Regions from separate parts of the Arabidopsis thaliana genome. Here region 2 is linked to region 1. A link is a contact called in public capture Hi-C data. All regions are on one chromosome and are shown on one strand. The core of a region is the stretch at or near the end of the contact, and the rest is flanking DNA. Distances in the headings are between cores, read along the strand shown.

The links. Capture Hi-C pulls out chosen DNA fragments and counts their contacts.
Region 2: a capture Hi-C map of seedling shows a contact between it and region 1, with 3 times the contacts expected there. The contact joins the promoter of ATCSLA15 here to the promoter of scpl20 in region 1.

Annotation. Positions count from the first base shown.
Region 1 is chr4:7,551,939-7,554,906 of TAIR10.1, forward strand. It overlaps scpl20 (serine carboxypeptidase-like 20), which reads right to left and starts at 1,437. Exons shown (of 13, transcript NM_117360.8): 1 at 959-1,437; 2 at 657-879; 3 at 451-573; 4 at 267-369; 5 at 149-186; 6 at 1-59. The coding sequence starts at 1,113.
Region 2 is chr4:7,794,353-7,797,379 of TAIR10.1, forward strand. It overlaps ATCSLA15 (Nucleotide-diphospho-sugar transferases superfamily protein), which reads right to left and starts at 1,689. Exons shown (of 10, transcript NM_117415.3): 1 at 1,407-1,689; 2 at 970-1,275; 3 at 563-661; 4 at 169-421. The coding sequence starts at 1,472. It overlaps HAK5 (high affinity K+ transporter 5), which reads right to left. Exons shown (of 9, transcript NM_117416.3): 9 at 2,430-3,027. The coding sequence ends at 2,686.

The DNA of each region.
Region 1 (2,968 bases), core at 187-2,686:
GGGACAAAAGCATTTCCATCAAACTTCGGATCCGCAACTCCATTTCCAACCAAATACCCCTGTCCAAAACCAGAGAAGAACACACAGTCATTGTGTGAAACAAAACGAGAACTCAAGAAACCGAGATTGAGTCGTTAAATCTCGTTACCTTGAAGTTAAGAGCCGGCTTTACTCCATTTTTGTTCCCTGCAACATAAACCAACAAATGGATTAAAAAACTTGAGAAGATGTATCACTGATTATGAAAGGAGAAGATAGATAGATACCTATGACAACTTCTGAAGCAAGAGTTGGGACATAAACTCCGGCGTAAGATTCTCCAGAGATGAAAAAAGGATTTGATTGAAACTCAGGAAACATTTGGAACCACTGGTGAAGAACATTTTGAATGAAAGAAGCATTTAGTAATCTGCATTACACCCAAAAACTAAAACATGTCTAATGATTCACCTTGAGAAGGAACGCGTGAGAGTCAACCGCGGTTTTAATATCACCGGTTATGTAATCAGACTTATTGTTTGAGTAAGAGAATCCCACACCAACAGGAGAATCAAGGTATATAATGTTAGAGACCTGAAAAAGTAAACAAATCATACATCAAAACATTACAAAACTAGTAAAAAAAAACAACACAGATATGTTTTCATTAAAATTACCTTGGACCAACTATAAGGATTAAGATGCAAGAGTGGGAGACTATTGTTTTTCTTTGGTAGTTCGAAATTGAATGGACCATGCTCATACACAAATCCATCCATGCTTGAACAACCTGGACCACCATTGAGCCAAAGCACCACCGGATCTTTCGATGGATTCTTCTCCGATTCAATAAAGTAATACCATAGATTCTTTCCATGTTCCTTATCAATTGTCACATACCTTTGATCAAAAACCAAAAAGATTATATACAAGAAAAACAGAATCTTGAATTTCAAGAACAGAGAATTTGATATTTTACCCGGAGTAATGTTTCGAAGGAAAAGTGCCTTCGAAACCAGGAAGTTTGGTGATAAGAGCAGATTCAGGAGCTGATTCTGTTATTACAAACACTAAAGAGAGTAATGTCACAAAGACAAAAACTTTCATTAACCAAACCATTGTGATTATTGACATAAACACAGAATGAATTAAAAAAGAGGATCACTGTGGTATTGCTTTATATAGACTAACACAAAGAAGAAAATCTAGAGGATATTTTGTTAGTTGGCCATAAACCAACAAAAAGTATTATGAATGTTTGGAAAATGATTTAGCACGAAATAAGGATGAAATTCTGGTAAAAAAAGACAAAAAGATGATATGAATTTTTTTGATTTTTAGAACAAAATTTGGAAACTTATGGTTGGTATATAGATTTTGTGATTCTGCAAAGCAACAGTTTCCTTAAAAGGCACGATTTTGAGCATTTCTATAAAGAAAATGGTGATTGCGTCTGCGTTTAGTTGTTATTTACATAAGCATGATTGATTTGAGTGGCGCGAGTTGACTTGGGACCGCTTCTTAAAGTGACAAGCGGTTACTTAAAGTGACGACTGGCTTAACAAAAGGTGACACGTGGCTGGTTTTTGTGAATTCTTTTTGTTAAGTTTTAGGCGTTTTGTTTGGAAAAGATTCCTACATAATGATTAAAAAGTTTTGGTTTTATTTTGAACGATAACTTCTACGAATTAGCTTTCCCATTGTTAAATTACGTAGAAAATAAACTGATTATTCAATTATTGGGAATAGTATAATCCGTATTTTGGAAAGCATTTTGAAATTTATGAGGTTAAAAGCTATGGTTAGCTTTTAAACCTATATATCTAAAATCTAGTGGAAAGCAAATTTTAATAGAAGAATAGATCCAGGTCCACACTACTATTTTGTTTAGTTAGTTTTTCTTCTTTTCATATTGTTTTCTCTGGAATTGTTATAACATTATAAGAGTATATGTAAAGAATAATAAAATCAGAAAGTTTTGGAAGGGAAGAATTTGAAAAAGGTAATAAATAAATAAAGTTCGTTGTATTATGTTTTCAAAATTTTGAACTAAGAATTTGGTTTGGTACAAGAAACTACCGGTTTTATTATACAGATAAAAAGATAACAAGTTTTTTTGAAAGGTAAAAAAGAAGTGCTAATAAAGTGTATAGCTGCGCCATTATCAATTTATGTGATTTCTTACTTCAAAGTACTAAAAATAATTACTTCTAAACTTTTAAATGCGGTTACTAAATTTTAGTGGAGTAAAAATGGTAAATCGAAGGGTATAAACTACATAGTTTAGAAGAAATTATGCAATAGTAAATCGAAAAGTGGAATAGGATTTCGGAATGTGAATCATTTTAATTTGGTCCTACTAGCAAAATAATTGGTTGATAACGTTTTCGACTTACTTTTTGCGAAAACTTTCAAAATATATTTTTGAAAATCCAATCATCTGGATTGAATAAAATTATACTTTTCTATCATATAGATGGAGAAGTATAATGTCAGCTAAATCTCTGCTTAATAAATGATTTAGTAAAAGAGTCGGTTCTCATTTTTTTAACGCATATATACAAGTTAATTATACAAGTTTCTCTTGCTCACTCTTTCACTCTTTCGTTTCTTTTCTTCTTTACATATTATTACTTATATAATCATATATATGAAAGTTGGTAAATTTTCTCCATATAAGTGTACCATTATCACATGAGAAAATGACATTTGTCGTTTTATATTATTTAAATAAAAAGATTAGCTACATTAATTGAAGAAAAACCAAAATTCTCCTATTGTGAATTAAGTCATCCATTAATCTTACTCTTAATTCATTTGTTAAAAATACTAAAAAAATACAAAATCATGCTAATGTATCAAGTATTACTTTCATTCTACTCTTCTTCTTTCATTAGTTTTTTTTATTTATTAATGATCATTACTTGATAATTGCTAAAACAATTACTTGTGTTGTAGTTTAGATGTTTGCTACCTAACCTCTTATTAA
Region 2 (3,027 bases), core at 439-2,938, 240 kb after region 1:
TTTGTTACTTTCATTATCAATTATTTTTAGAATGTTACAAATCGGAAATGGAGTTGAATCTAACATTTTAAATAATGGACATGAAATTATCTATTTATTACCACTCGAGATTTGGTTTAAATACCCTAGAAGTTTTTATGTAGTAGTTATATATATATATGTACATACCAAATCTCCATCGAGCTTGGACAAGAGCGACCTCAGGGTTGTGGATAAGAAAGGGGATAGCGCGTTGGAGGTAATCGGGCTCGGGCTGGAAATCAGCATCAAAGATGGCAAGATATTGGCACTGCTTGACGTAACTGTGCCTCATGCCGTGCTTAAGAGCTCCAGCCTTGTAGCCATTTCTGTTCTCTCGCCTCTCATAATTTATATTTATGTCTTTTGATGCCCATTTTGTACATTCCATGCTCACCAGTTCCTGAAATTTAATTACTAATTATGTATAAAATCAACTCAATAATGTTCAGCAATGTCATAAGTCATGTTATTGGTATGTTTCTTATTTTAAATTAAGTTTTATTAGCGAACTCTGTCCATTGAGAGTTTATTAAGAACGGACCATGATTGCTGGATCGGTGGAATCATCTAAAACTTGAACAATTAGACGGTCCGATGGCCATGTTAGTCTGCACGCAGCACCTATAGATAATTCAAAGACCTGCCGAGTCAAAACTATTATGTTAGTATAACAACGTAATATTAAGTAGCTCTCACACATTTAAGAAGTTTGAAAAATCAAAGAAACAACTTATATGCTAGTTGACATATGAGACAACAGCTACTGTGGAGTGACCAGTGTTATTTGCACTAAAAGACGGAAGTATGAAAGGAACATTATGATCACGTGTGGGTTTTCTTTTAGTAATTGTGTACAAGTTATATGTTGTTATTAACTTGACTTGTCAATTATATATATAAAGAATAATATTATAAAGAGATAGGGAGAGATCAAAATCAAACTTGAACCTCTCGTTCGTTGTACATTGGGATTTGAACAAGGACCATCGGATAATTTTGATGACCAAGCTCCATATCCTCCTGCATTGCCTCCCATTTGTAGACTTTCTCTGGTTTTCGGTTAAACAACTTGACATAGAGTACTACAAGGTTCATGTAAACACTCTCAACGAAAACTAAGAGCGAGATGATCAAACACATAACCACTATACACTTGAACAATGGAACTATGAATACATTCCTTGTTTCTCTCCACATAGTGCTCATGTTTATCCCCACACCATCCACGGATGCTTTAAGAGTTTCTCCATGGAACTTCTCATAATGGTGGACAAAAGAATAAAAAGTTATCCCAGTGAAAAAAAATTGTAAGAAATATATTATATATACATTGTAATGAAAAAACAGAGAGCGAGAGATATAGAGAAAGAAAGACGATGTCTTACCATTACCGAGAGGAGGTTAAGAGATAAATCGTGTAGAGAAAGGAGAGGCTTCAGAAGCAAAAACATGTCTTTTCTTTTTTGTTCAGTGACTGATTTTTTAGTTGTACTGCCTTCTTTCTTTTTCTTTCTTTGTTTTATAGCTATTTTTTTTATTAGAATATTACAACGTGGAACTAATTAGCCTAATACCTAAGTAACTAACAATGATGCAGAAGAAAAAACAAGCTTGTGTACCAAGACATTATATAAAATTATTTTTCCTATATAGACACCTATTGCTGCCGGTAATTCGACTAATATAGTGATGAGATTCATGAGAAGACTCTTTGGTATGAGTTTTTTTTAGCAAACTCATCTGGGGTAAAATATATAGTCTAAAGCTCAAGTTAAAGTGGCCACACACACACGACTTTGTTCGAAATAGAATTGAACCTGGAACGTCTACAAATTTTTGTCCTTAGATACCTCATCTCAATGTCGTCCTTAGATTCGTGTAGGCCTAGGCCGATTTAAAAAATATGGCTTTTGTAATATTTTAATTTTTAAATAATCATATCATATTTCACTTCTATTGTTCTATACTTCTATAAATCTTCAATATATGACCATATTTTGCTTATGCAATATTTCTATTTCGAAAATCCTGTATACTTTGTAGTTGCTCTATGAAACCAATTAAATCCCTTCGAAAAAATAAAAAATATAACGTGGGAATAGTATAATATCTAAAGTAACTAACAAAGATTCACAACGTTGGCATTATCTGTCGTACAAGTGCGTGTGTTGCTGTTTTCACTTGAACCACACGAAATGGCAAGAACAAAACCATCATAATTAACCAAAACAATACAAAACATTGGTAAATGACAATATATATTTATTTAGATAAATGACAAATGTTAAAGCTGTTACTTAAAAAAAAAAAGATACCAGTGAAATATTGGATGAAAATATCACATAATATTATTAAAATATATATATACTCTTACATTAAAATATGGGCACACAAAAAAAAAAAAAAACAATAAACCAGTCCTACATCTTTGTTCCATATACTCTTAGTCTCTTACATTAAAAATATGGGCTTCTGTAACTTTTATTTTTCAATAAAATCGACAAACTGGCAATCACAAAAAAAAAGGTAATAATGACTTACACATTTACCAACTATTTATGACAACAAACAAACAAAAACAAGGGTCCCCTAAACATGGAGACACTTTATTTAGGTCACAATGATTTTAAACCATGATGAAACACAAAGACGAAATAGAGAATCTTATAACTCATAGGTCATGCCAACCTTGAGAAGCTTCGACCTAGGAATCGCAAGTGCTTTGTCTCCTTCCCGACAATTCTTCTTCAAGAAATTGTAAGCATGGTTCACTATAAACTTCTTAAACAAAGAAGACTCTTTCTCTGCCGTAATCTCGGTCTCTCCCATTAGATAAACCATCCCTTTCTCTCTCGCTTTCTCCACCAACTCTGTTTGATCCTCCACGGATTGAACCTGCACGACCCTTCCCGACCTAATCTTGTCTGACGAAGATGAATGGGCGGACCCGATCCGCCCCGATGAAGGGACATAATTAGACGAAGGCACAACTGTTGTCTCAGCATT